Linked DNA regions of Mus musculus: region 1 is linked to region 2. A link is a contact called in public promoter capture Hi-C data. All regions are on one chromosome and are shown on one strand. The core of a region is the stretch at or near the end of the contact, and the rest is flanking DNA. Distances in the headings are between cores, read along the strand shown. Region 1 holds the start of Isl2 (insulin related protein 2 (islet 2)). Region 2 has its middle 70 kb from the start of Etfa.

The links. Promoter capture Hi-C pulls out the DNA fragments that hold promoters and counts their contacts.
Region 1: a promoter capture Hi-C map of trophoblast stem cells shows a contact between it and region 2, with 3 times the contacts expected there. The contact joins the promoter of Isl2 here to the enhancer-like site in region 2. A contact is called at or near these places in 16 of 39 promoter capture datasets (the C10 cell line, the HPC-7 cell line, the SN4741 cell line and 9 more), 5 of 15 datasets of contacts at CTCF or cohesin (embryonic stem cells, large pre-B cells, liver and 2 more), 110 of 484 Hi-C or Micro-C datasets (2-cell embryo, 3T3-L1-derived adipocytes, the AML12 cell line and 60 more), 15 of 115 datasets of contacts at active chromatin or transcription factors (bone marrow-derived dendritic cells, craniofacial prominence, embryonic hindbrain and 6 more) and 4 of 9 other capture datasets (adipose tissue, embryonic stem cells, liver and 1 more).

The regions. Positions count from the first base shown.
Region 1 is chr9:55,537,590-55,543,631 of GRCm38.p6, forward strand. Isl2 (insulin related protein 2 (islet 2)) reads left to right here and starts at 3,560. Exons shown (of 6, transcript NM_027397.3): 1 at 3,560-3,749; 2 at 4,511-4,700; 3 at 4,808-5,070. The coding sequence starts at 3,692.
Region 2 is chr9:55,439,101-55,445,648 of GRCm38.p6, forward strand. No RefSeq gene overlaps it. Among named protein-coding and RNA genes, the nearest start is that of Etfa, 70 kb to the right of the region's middle. Within about 2 kb of position 3,796, at least 5 of the 459 cell types and tissues checked have an H3K27ac peak or open chromatin away from gene starts, as enhancers often do. A contact at or near this core is called in trophoblast stem cells, where this site is marked.

The DNA of each region.
Region 1 (6,042 bases), core at 2,310-4,809, 98 kb after region 2:
CTCATGGAAGCCTCAGAGTGACGGGCCAACCATGGGTGAAAACTCGGACACTTTCACAATAAACCTTCCTTCTTTAACTTTTTTTTTTTTTTTTTTTTTGGCCAACTATTTTGTTGTAGTGATGAAAAGATGCCCAGAGGATCTCAAGGCTCCTCCTTCCACTAACCAGCAGCTCCTGCTCTGTTGGGCGGAGATCATAGTCTGTAGCTTATTGGCAGGTAATATACACTGATGAATCTACAAGCAGACACTGGAAACAGAAAGTCAGTTGCATGATCTGGTAACGAGTTACTTACCTTTCCACACCACTGTCCCTCAGCCGTGATGTGGGGATTTCTGTGAACTATGTTAAAGCACACAGCCCTGAGAGAATCTCCTATACCAGCCATGGTGATGGTGTTGCCACGGCCCAGCATTCCTTTTTACATCTGTGAGTCTCTGGACAGGAAGGGGTAAGAACAGAGGCGGTGATATAGAGAGGAAGCTGTCTGTGCGGCTGCATGAACGTGCATGCGCAGGCTGGCACACGCATCTGGGTCCCTGGGCTGGGATGTGTGCAAGCGTGTGCAACTTCTGCCCTGTCAGTCAGGGGGAGCATGACGAGCTCTCTGTCATACAAGGGCCCAGGAGCAAGTCCCCAAAAGTGTGTCCTGCTTCCTGGTTTTAGGAGGAAAAAGACAGGGAAGGTAGAAAGGATGGAAAGATTGACAAAGCAAAAACAGAGAAACTAGCCAAAAAAAAAACAAAAAACAAAAAACAAAACCCAAAACAAAACAAAAACCTACAACAACAAAACAAAACAACCAACCAAACCAAACCAAAAGACTCACAACAACAAAACAAACAAACAAAACTCCAGAAAAACAAATAAAAGCCAGTTTTTTTTTTTTTTTTTTCCATTGCCTGGCCTTTGTAGGCGACTCCCAAGCCCTGGCCACAGGCCAAGATTGCTGCTCTTTCCCTCAGGCAAGGCTTGTCCTCAGGAGGGGGGCTGTTGTCGTTACAGAGTAATGACCCACCCACCTGGCTTTCTCCAGGGCTTTCCAGAGGGAAGAGCTCAGGGAGCGTTTGCTGCAGTCCTTAAGTCTTTCCATGTCACAGCTGAAGCTAGGGCTCTCAAGCCATGGCCACCGCTCCCAGCAAGGGCAAGAAAGGAGGGGCCACTGCCAAGAGTGTGGAGAGCAGAGAGCCCTGCTTCCTCTCAAAGGGGACATTTTAGGAGGAGAAGCAAGGCTGGACCACGTGTATCACTTATGCCCCTCTCATGCCAGCACTGGACTCCTGGGGTGACTGGGACCCCGGAGACCCATGCTCAGGGACCTGGAAAATGGTTTTACAGCGGCAGAGAAATGGAGGTGAGTGCCCCTCCCCTATCCTTAGCAAATTCTCAAGAACTCAGTTTCTGGTTAGGAGGGGCTTTCTCTAGGTAGGAGAGGGTTAAAGGTTGAGCCTAGGACTCCTGCGGAGATAGACTGCCATTACCTAGGAGGTTTGCAGGATCTAGAGGTAATGGGAGCCAGGTCTAGCCCAAGATAGCCTTGGGGTGGAGGGTGAGGTGACAAGTATCCCCCAGTACCTGGAGCAGGCACAGTGCAGAGCCCACTCACTGGCTTCAACAATAAATCCAAGTCCACACCTAGGGCAGGCAAAGCAAGCACATTCACAAATAAATAAATCATTGCCCAACAGGCAAGAGATGTGCTTAGTCCTCACTTCCAGCAAGGCCCCACACAGATACCTTTCCAGAAAAGGCACACTCCCAAGTGTATAGGGTCCCAACAGAGAGAACCACTATGGTTACTGTAGATACCAGACACTGAGCACGATGAGGTAGGATTCTAAGGCTTTCCCTGCGATTAGTTTAATTTTTTTTAACAAAGCAAAGACAGCTGTTCTAAGTACAACCCATTTCACAGATGAGGAAAAGTGAGGGAGGAAGAAGAAATGAAACACCCAAAGTCACAGAGACCAGCGCTGATGCAGGACCCTTTACTTCATGGTTTGTGGTTTACCAGCAGAGATACAGTCATGCAAACTTAACCAGCCCCAGAGCCAGAGCGGCTGGGGCGCTAGTAGGAAAGATGGGGAAGGGTCGGCCTGTTGTCAAGCGGGTTGTAGGCTGTGGCAAAACTCTGGGTCCAGAGAACACTAGCGCTCTAAAGGTGGAGGCGGGGTCAAAAGCTACAGGAATCCGGCTGTGGAGCGAGGTGCCAGACTGTTTCCAGCGCTGGGGCATCTCCGAGCAGCCTTTCTAACCCCGACTTTCTGCAGAACCTGTGCCGACGCTCTTGACTGCAACCATTTCCCAGCCCAGCAGCTTCGGCTCTTAGCAGTTGGACCGCCGCGCCTGAATTAGATAGATCTCGGGCAGCGAGGCCTGCGGGATCCAAGTCCGGACATAGCTTTTGGTCGAGATACTTTATCCCAGAAGCCCACCCGCGCCCCACTTAGAGAGGTATCAAGTTTTTGGTGTCCTTTCAGAATGGGAGTGAGGGACCAACAGACCACCGTTGGATAAACACTGTTTGTACCTCATCGATTTGTCTTTCAACCCTTTGAAACAAAATTCACAACGATTTTTGTTTAAAAAAATCCCGAGTCTTAGAAATCGCAGATTTTTCTAGGATTAAAAAGCCACCGGGAAGACGGTAAATTACCCCGTGTCCCACATTTGTTTCTGATTAGTTGTGTTGTAATTGGTTTGTGTAACCCAAAATCAGAGAGTTCGTAAAAATCTTTTACTGTATGAGTGACACATCACAGCACTGTTTTTAGGCTCTATGCAGCTGAGAGGAGAAAGGAGAGGGTGGGAGTCAGCATCAATTTAACCAAAAGAGCAAAAAGTAGGAGGGAGGAAAAGTGCCTAGGCCAGGGTGGGTGGGAGGACTGTGGCTCTAAGTCTCTGGATTCCTTTTGGCTTACCCACCTGCAACATCGAGTTTTCTACAGGCGGCGCGGGTGGGAAAGTCCGCATAGAGTTTATCCAAACCCAGGTGCTCATTTCCTACCCGTTCTCCCTAACTTGGACCCCGCCGAACAAAGGCTCAGGCCCACCAGGGAGAAAGGTGGCCGGCTGGACCAGTGATGGTCCCGAAACAGCGAATCCTCTTTTCTCCCTCAAGGTCTGTCGTCCCCAGGAGGAATTTTTAATTTAAAAATTATAAAAGAAAAACACTTTTAAGGGGGAGACGACTCTCATCTATTCCCAGAAGACTATTGCCTTGCTAGGCAAACGCCCTACAAGTCCGAAGAAAGCGCGGCGCTGCGGCAGAGCCCGCGGGGTGGAGATGCGGCTTCCAAGGGATTGCGGGACCCGGGGCTGCAGAGAGGATCTAGGAAGGTTTCGGGGGAGGGGGCTGCGCTCCATTGTTCACTCCGAACCAATCAGAGCTTTCCCACTTCCTCCCAGCCAATCTCCCTGCGCCTCCGTGTCTACCCCAGCCCACCCTCCGGGTCCCCATCATCTCCCGAGCAAGCCCCAGGGCGGTGGGAGAGCTGGGTGACGCTACAGGTCCCGCCTCCAGCTCGGGCCCCGGGCGAGTGCGTGCTGACGTCATGCTGCGTGCGGGCCGGTGCGGAATCGCTCCTTCAACTCCGCGGGGCAGGAGTTAGTTAGCAAAGAGCAGAGGCTGGGCGCTCGACCCTGGTCCTTCTGTCCCCGGCCGCAAGCTTTGCTCACATCTCTCTCTGCATGGTGGATATTATTTTTCATTATCCTTTTCTGGGTGCTATGGGGGATCATTCCAAGAGTAAGTCTTTCTCTGTGTGTGGGTGTGTATGTGTGCTTGATATGCAACATTTCCAATGCAGAAGAATGTTTAGCGGATTCTACAAGTGGCTTTTATTTGACAAAATACTTGGGAGAATAAAAAAAAACAAACAAACAAGCAGTGCATTTCGCCCATAACACTGTTTATTCGTTGGAATCCTACTATTTTATTTTGCAATTAGACATTATTTCCCAAGTTGGCTGGAATGACCTCAGGCTGTGAAATTCTTTTTCTTTTCTGCTAGGACAATTAGGTTTGATTTAGAGAAATGGGTTTCTTCTCTGCCTTAGGAAGGTAGAGAGGTTTCAGTAGCTTGATCTGAGGTGTTTAAACTAAGAACTGTCGAAGAAGCTAAGAGGGGACAGGGCTGAATGCTGCGGTGTCTGCGTTGAAATAGGGAGTCGCTGTGAGCGGGAGCGGGCGGAAATCCGGGCTTGGCTGACAGTGTGGACACGGAGGCGTCCGTAGCTCCCCAGTGTCACCGTGCTGTCGTCTGCCTCCCGTTAGCTCTGTCTCTAGCTGAACCGATACTACGTCCGCGTTCAAAGACGGTGATAATGGAAATATCAGGAGATTGTGTTGTTTTCGTTTCCTACTTTCTGGATCATTCGAAAGTGGTCTCACTTTTAGAGCGGGAGATCAAGCAAGGGAGGGCGGGTTGGGTTGGGGCTGCTGCAGCGGCCAAGGCCGGCCGGGTCCTGTACCGGGCCTGACGCGGGCCCTGCGCCCTTCCCTGCTAGAGAAGCCCGGGACGGCCATGTGCGTGGGCTGCGGGAGTCAGATCCACGACCAGTTTATCCTTCGCGTGTCGCCCGACCTCGAGTGGCACGCCGCCTGCCTCAAGTGCGCGGAGTGCAGCCAGTACCTGGACGAGACGTGCACGTGCTTCGTGAGAGACGGGAAAACCTACTGCAAGCGGGACTACGTCAGGTGAGCCGGCGGGACCCGGGGTTCGGCCCCCTTGGGCTGGGGGGGACACGGCTGCGCGTCCTGGGCTCGGGTCCCTGCGCTGACGCCCGCCGCACCCGGGCCCGCAGGCTGTTCGGCATCAAGTGTGCCCAGTGCCAGGTGGGCTTCAGCAGCAGTGACCTGGTGATGCGGGCGCGGGACAGCGTGTACCACATCGAGTGCTTCCGCTGCTCCGTGTGCAGCCGCCAGCTGCTCCCTGGAGACGAGTTCTCGCTGCGGGAGCATGAGCTGCTCTGCCGAGCTGACCACGGCCTCCTGCTGGAGCGCGCTGCGGCTGGCAGCCCGCGCAGCCCCGGCCCGCTCCCCGGCGCCCGCGGCCTGCATCTGCCAGGTAAGCCTCTCTCCCGGCCCGCAGCGCTGCGCCGCGTCAGTAGGATGTACGACTGTGTAGCCGACAGCTGAGCTTCCGACGGGAAGCCGGTGTGAAAGGCTGCGTGCGCTGGGAACCCTGCTATGTGTCTGCGAGTGCGGGGGTCGGGGGGAATTGTATGTATGTGAGCGTGAGAGCCTCGGGAGTTGTGTTCTCCGTGGCCCGGACCATGTAGGATCGGGAGAGTGGAGGACCCGGAATCCTAGGTGCTGCCTGTCTGGGTTGTGTTTAGAATTCCTTTGATGAACAGGGAGAAAAGGTATCCATCCCACCCGGAGCCAAGGGAAGAAGGCCAGCGGCGCAGAAGAGGGGCCTGTGTTCTTGTTTTGATGTCCGGCTAGCATAAAGAAAGGTTCAGGGAGTTTATTGGTTAAAACCCTCCTAGGATGATAGGTGCTCTGGCCAGGAGTTGCTCAGACTGGGAAATAAGTGTTGACAAGAAGCAGGTGGAGAGGGTGCGACAGGAGACCCCAGTTCCAGGAAGCCAGGGGATCTGCTACTCAGATCGAGGTAGACCAGGCCCTCTGTGTGGCACCAGGGATTTCTTCCTCTCTGTAACTCCATTTCCACACTGTAGAAGGAGGGGATTGGTCTTGGTGGGCTATTTGTAAATGTTTACCCAGAACTAGTAATGCCTAGAGGGGACTTTAATGTAAACAATGCAGCTAAAATCCAGGGTGTGTAGACCGGGTTGAAAGTAAAACAGAATGGAGTTGGTGTTGAATGAACCCAAGCTGAGTTCGCCCAGGGACTCCTCTTTGTTTTGAAATGTAGGCTTGAGGCTGTTCGAGGTGGGTGTGAAAAGCAGCAGACACTGGGCTGAGGGGACCCAGAACCCAGAGAATCTCAGACCGAAGCCCCAAGGCAGGTAGCCAGGAAGGAGCCATTCTGTGCCCAGAAGGCCTCAGCTGCCCAAAGTCTGAATCGTCCTAG
Region 2 (6,548 bases), core at 2,546-5,045:
GAGTTAGCTCTGGAGGGGCAGCAGCCTCATGGTGTGATCAGCAGCTGCCCCTTTGCCTGCTTCAAGGCTCAGGGCACAGAGACACCCTGGGAACGTGGTTGGAAAGGAGGGAATTGTTAGGTGTAGGCAAAGGCTACCCTTTGTCCATGAGATCTGTAATAATGGTGCTGAAGGATTGTCAGGTTTGTTCCCTGACACAGAAAAAGGATTGGACAGCCCCAGAAGACAGAAGAGAAGCCTCGAGAAAGGGGAAGTAACAGCTTTATCCCCTAGGCCTTAGAGTCTGCTGAATGGACACAGGCATGGATATTTTACAGGGCTCCGGGGTCCTCCCCGTCTCCCCGATTGGTTTGTTTGGATACCACTCTTAGACTCCCACAGCCCATCCTCTCCATACCTCACCACCAGCAGCCCACCCTCCCCAAGTCTGTGATCACATGGCCTCATGCCCACTCAACATTTCTCCTCAGTACCTTGTGGGAACCTGAAGCCGCTATCTCATGGAGCCTACTTCCACTTTCTTTACTCATTTATACCCATGTAGAGCTCCTTTGTTCCAGAGATTGCTGTAGGGGAGGGCCAATGGCTGCTCTAGTTGCTTCCAGCAGAGGGGCTATCAATCCAAAAGAAGAGAGACTTTTATGAGATAAGACTCCTGGGGGGGGGGATTGTGCATTGAGGGGGTTTCAGTAAAATGTCTGACAGGCTAGGCAGGACATCTCATCTATAGGAACAAGAGGACTAAAGGAGCAGAGAGGAGAATGTGAGACACCATTACAATACAGCCCAGAGTGAGACAATCATCCCCTAAAAAAAAAAAATCGTCCCACAGAGTAGCAACCAGCCCTAGACTGGTCTCAAGGGTGATGAACCCGGATCTGCTTTCAGATGCTTTGAGAGCTGTCGGCGTGGCTAGACGCTCAGTCTGAGGTCCCTCCCAGATGGCTTGAGAATGAAGAAATGATTTAACCATCGTTTGATTTTTTTTAGTTTAAACAATAGAGGACCTAGATCTCTTGGCTGGAGGTAGGCTTGAATTGAGCCAAGATTGTGTCTGAAAATAATAGTCACAGGCCTTTGCTCTTTGGCTGTTTCATGGTTCTTTCTCCGTGTCAGAGTCAAAGAGCCAGCCTGACTCAGGAAAGCGGTCTGGAAGACGCTTTAAGACAAATATACTTGGGTCTTGTCTTAGGGGAACTATTGTTGTAATGAAACACCATGACCAAAGCAACCTGGGGAGGACTTAGGCTTCCACATCACTCAAGCTCACTGGAGGAAGTTAGACAGGAACACAGACAGGCCAGGAACCTGGAGGCAGGAGTGGATGCAGAGGCCATGGAGGGGTGCTGCTTACTGGTTTGTTCCACCTACCTTCTTATAGAACCCAGGACCACAAGCCCAGGGGTGGCCCTATCCACCGTGGGCTGGGCCCTTCCCCAACAATAGTTCATTAAGAAAATGCCCTATAACTGGATCTTTTTTTTCCTTTTTTAAATTAGGTATTTTCTTCATTTACATTTCCAATGCTATCCCAAAAGTCCCCTATGCCCTCCCCCCCACCCCCCCCACCCCCCCCACTTCTTGGCCCTGGCATTCCCCTGTACTGAGGCATATAAAGTTTGCAAGACCAACGGGCCTCTCTTTCCAATGATGGCCGATTAGGCCATCTTCTGATACATATGCAGCTAGAGACACGAGCTCCAGGGTACTGGTTAGTTCATGTTGTTCCCTTATACCTGGATCTTATGGAGACATTTTCTTAGTTGAGGTTCCCTCCTTTCAAATAGCCCTAGTGTGTGCTGAGTTGACATCTACCTTTCAAACAGCCCTAGTGTGTGCTGAGTTGACATCTACCTTTCAAACAGCCCTAGTGTGTGCTGAGTTGACATCTACCTAGCCAGCACAGGTCTGAAGTAGAAGGGCTGAATCCTACCTCCTGCCCCAACTTCTTAGCTCAACAAATAGCACCCGGCAATTTATACACAAAGGGCATTTGTTCCTCTGAAGGAACTGAACTCTGGCCTACACTGAATGGAAGACTCGCTGCGGAGTTCCGTGATGATTGGTTGTCCTCCTTATAACCTGGAGAGATTGGTGATGAGTCTCATCTCCTGTGCTGCATTGGGAGCAGGACCTGGCAGGCTTTAGCTTGAGAATTAAGCTTTATAAGCTTATCAGCAAGTGGTAGCAAGCAGCCACAACTGAGAAGAATCAAGTCCTCAGACTTCCCTTTAGCAGTGCCTAACCTGAGCCTGTCCCTGGCCGGACACGGTGTGACCAACAGCTTGAAAGCCTGTATCCACAATCAGCTCATATGTGCCCACAAATGACAGCCCAGAGAGCTCTTTCTGTTTTTCTTAATCTGCTACTGAGAAGCTTTGTGAATATAGATGGGTGGGTCTGAGTTCTCCACCATTCCTGAGTTCTCCACCATATCCTGCAAGAGAAAAATCCCAGAGGGTATTGGGGATGTACCTCCTGACAGAGGAAAATTGGAAGTTTGTTTGTTTGTTTGTTTGTTTGTCTGAGATCTAACTCTGTCCAGTGCTTGAAAAAGTAGCTGAGTAGTGAGTGACTTTGGAGGGATCTTGGGACCGGTTTGTCCCATCTGCAATGGAAGAAGAGATGAAGAAATATTTGGTCGAGGTTGCTCATTCCCTCCCTGCTACGCTCTCTGGTCGAGTCAACTGGACAAGCCGAAAGGCTTAAAAGTCACTCATGAGGCAAAAGAGTTTCAAGGAAGCTCTCCTCCTGGAGGCTAGTGTTCTCTACCCATACATTAATTTTTCATTCCCGAGTTCCAGTACTACGCTAGTCTAGAGTATGGATCCACGTGCTCTCTTTCAGTATTTTCCTATAAGTGCTCTGACATGGCTAAAGTCTTCCGCCAGTGTTCCAAAAGTCCAAGGGCATCCTTGACCAAGATCAAGGGTTTAGAATTCAGCAAGATGGGGCTGGTGAGATGGCTCAGTGGGTAAGAGCACCCGACTGCTCTTCCGAAGGTCCAGAGTTCAAATCCCAGCAACCACATGGTGGCTCACAACCATCCGTAACGAGATCTGACACCCTCTTCTGGTGTGTCTGAAGACAGCTACAGTGTACTTACATATAATAAATAAATAAATCTTAAAAAAAAATCTTTAAAAAAAAAAAAAAAAAGAATTCAGCAAGATTGTAAAAGCTAAGTCACTCCCTTACACAGGAATTTACCATCGCTTAGGAAGAAGGAAGTTTCAGACCAAAGGAGAAACCAGAATAGATACTATAGCAGAGTTACACCCATACACATATTTATAATGGCCTAAGGGGAAGGTGGACTATACAAGAGACTAAAATAGGAACTATGGCAAGGACGCGAAGCCCTTGACCCTGGCTTCTAAGATTAGTGAATTTTAGGTGGAGCCTTCATTGATCCCAGCTGATATCAATGTATTCTATGCTGGGTGGTTCCCGTTAGACCTTTTGTGTTTGCATTCCTCTGTTTTATGTAAGATTCCGGTTACCTCAATTGTACCTTGCGAATATGTCACCCAACTTCCTTATTGTCCTCTGCATAAAAAGTCTGATGCTCGAGTTGTAACATTACATTCAGATTCCACACAAACTCTCCTGCGTGTGTGTCTGTCTGTCATCCATCCACGCTTTGCCCACCCGCGTCGAGAGACCCCGTTCCACGCAGACACTGGGACCTAAAACGTCTGCGGCACCTCCCCACATCCTCCAGTCCACCTGCTGGGCTAGTCCAGTCTGTCATCAGGAAGAAGTTACTATGATTTAGTCTTCCCCGGGGAGAGGCTGGATCAAGTAGTGGGATTTCCATACCATGTCCTTTAATCTTCCCTATAGCCATGTTGACCCCAGCCTAGGGCCACACAAGGGCCACTTTCTATGCAAACCACACACGCTCCAAGAGGCAGCAGAAGCTCCGCTTCCTGAACCCACTGGGCACATGCTATATGATAAGTGTTTCTCAGCTCTGGCCTTACATGATCCCCAAACCCAAGGTCTTAACTTTTAACTCATCCAAGCTAACAGAACAAGAAGGCAAAGCCAGATGCAGAATGGAAACAGGTAGGTCCAATCCCACTGGCCCATTGCACAAATGGCCACAGGTATACTAGGGGGAGTCCAGGAGCCAAGTGTTATCTGCCCCACTCTGCAGTCCACCCACCTACTAAGTTTCCAAGTGTTAGGCATTTGGAGAGACCCCAGAGCCAGGCCTACTAGCCCATTGTCAGCCCCAGCTGGCAGGCAGGGTTGCATTCCTCACAAGCTTGCCTCTGCTGCTCACTGCATCCCTATGTGGTCCCTGTTTGAGCAGGCTGGAGGCCTTCTAGAGAAACAACTCGAGATGCGAGCTTTACACCTGTGACTTGGCACCAAGTCTAATGCTATCCAAATGAAACAGGGTCATTGGTTCTCTCAGACTGTCCAGCAAGATTCCAGACATGTGCTGGGCCTGTATTTAGGCCAATGCTACTCTGTTCATTTTTCAACAGAAATTGGCTATTGGCAATTTCCCTAGCAGATTCGCAGAGTGTGGATCCGATATCTAATAATCCCCTCTGTTGCCCTGGGGTGCTGTTCTGGGAATGCTTCCTTTATTGACAACACTTGGCAGAAACTGTGAAGCACTTAAGAAACACAGGGACCTACGACAGCCAGCCTATCAAGCTTCACCCAACAAGAAACTGATCTTTGCTGCTCTCAGCCCGTGCTCAGAGCTGTGGAGACTTTCCACCCTGTTGGCTCACTCATTAAGTAATTACACAGTGATTGATAGGTCCCAGTAAAGGCCACTTTTTATCCTCTAGTTTTATGACAGGCTTGGGTTCAGATAAATCAGGTATTCTTTTTTAAGGCCTGTGGGTCAGAGAAATCCCAATGGTTGGGGCACAGTGAAGGGGATCTGTCATCTCCTTACCAGAGGGTCCTCTGTAGATACTAAGGTGGGCATGGGTACCTCATGTTCTCCTCTTTCTCATTAGCAACCATGAAAGGAGGGGAGCCTTTTCCAAATATCTGCTCTTATTGGTGTAACTCTTCAGTTTCCTGTGCCTTAATCGTATATGATCCTCTATTCAAAGACGCCTCTGGAGTAAATGTTCCAGTTGACCCCTTCTCTCAGGTTTATAATCTATAAGCAAGCATGGTGAGCGCCAAGGATGAATAACTTACCCATAATCTAGAGACCATTGAATGCTATTTCTCCTCAGTCTGTTTATGTCATAGCATCTAGAAATTGAAAAGGTGACTAAAGGAAGCAGGAGTGCCCGGGGCATGATGGGACAGAAGCAAACGCTGGCCACAAAGAGCAAAGGATGGAATAGCAGCAGGAAAAACAGCATTAAGACCCAGCCCTCACCTCCAGCCTCCCACCCAAGCATGCTGGTCCTTCTTGGCCTCTAGCTGTTAGTGGTACCTGGGAAACCGCTGCCGAGGCAGAGGCTCCTAGGCATACAGTTCATTAAGCCAGTCCTGTAAGTGCTACTGAGAGTAGACAGATGAGCAGGCCAAGAGTAAGGGAAGGAAGAGCCTTGCCCCTTCGGGATAGGAGAGGAATGTGGCTGGAAGTCTGCTGAACAGGGCCTGGATCCCTCCCTCTTCTCTGTTGGTCCTGTTTAGATGTCTGTCCTCTGTCTCTAGGCTTTCCCTCATTTTCCTCCCAGTGACTTCTGGAAAAAGCCGCTGCCTCCTCTACCTACATCCCTCTATCTAACTGAACAAGAGTATGATGAAGGTGTTAAAGGACATCCAGCTGGCAAGTGTTGGGTGTGGCCAGGCCTGCCACAGGGAAAGACAGTCTTGGATGTTGGTTGGCTCACCAGTCAGCACAGTGAAGCCTTGATCTCTGAGGCCTTTCTATATGTCAACAATCCTATGGAGCAGGCTGAGGGCCAGGTGTCCATGGGTCATCACTAGTGGGAGGTACATCTGGCACAGAGCCCAGCACTGGTGTCCCCCAAGTCCAGAGAGCTTGGAGATGAGGTATGGGGCTGCCGTTAAGGTTTTCTGCATCATGATGGGCGAGATGACACTACAGGCTCTGTCATTTGCAAGACAGGAGTCTATCAGGTCAGTTACCAGTAACCTACCCCCAACAGGACTGAAACTAGCCCCCTTTCTCAGCCGCCATTCTTCTGAACTCTGTTGTCCCTGGTTCTGAGCTAGTACAGCTGATTTAAGCAGATTATCCACCAGGACCTGAGCCAGGTGAGCACTGCAGATCTGCTGCCAGCCAACACCCACTGCCAGCCAACACTCACTGCCAGCCAGCACCCACCTCTGCAGTGAACCACAGGACAGTGGAGGAAACCATTACGGGGCATTTTAAAAGAGTAAGAATATCACTTTTTAATGGAGTACTTTTGACACAACTGTAAAATCAAACCACTTCCAGAAAACATGAGCGGGAGGTTATGGATTGTCTCTTCCAACTGAGAGCCAGCTGTCAGAGCATTAGAACAAACGGAATATCAGTCAGGTGGAGATGGTGAGACAGCCACGCGGCAGAGGTGCAATGTATAAGGGAGGCAGAGGTCTGTGAG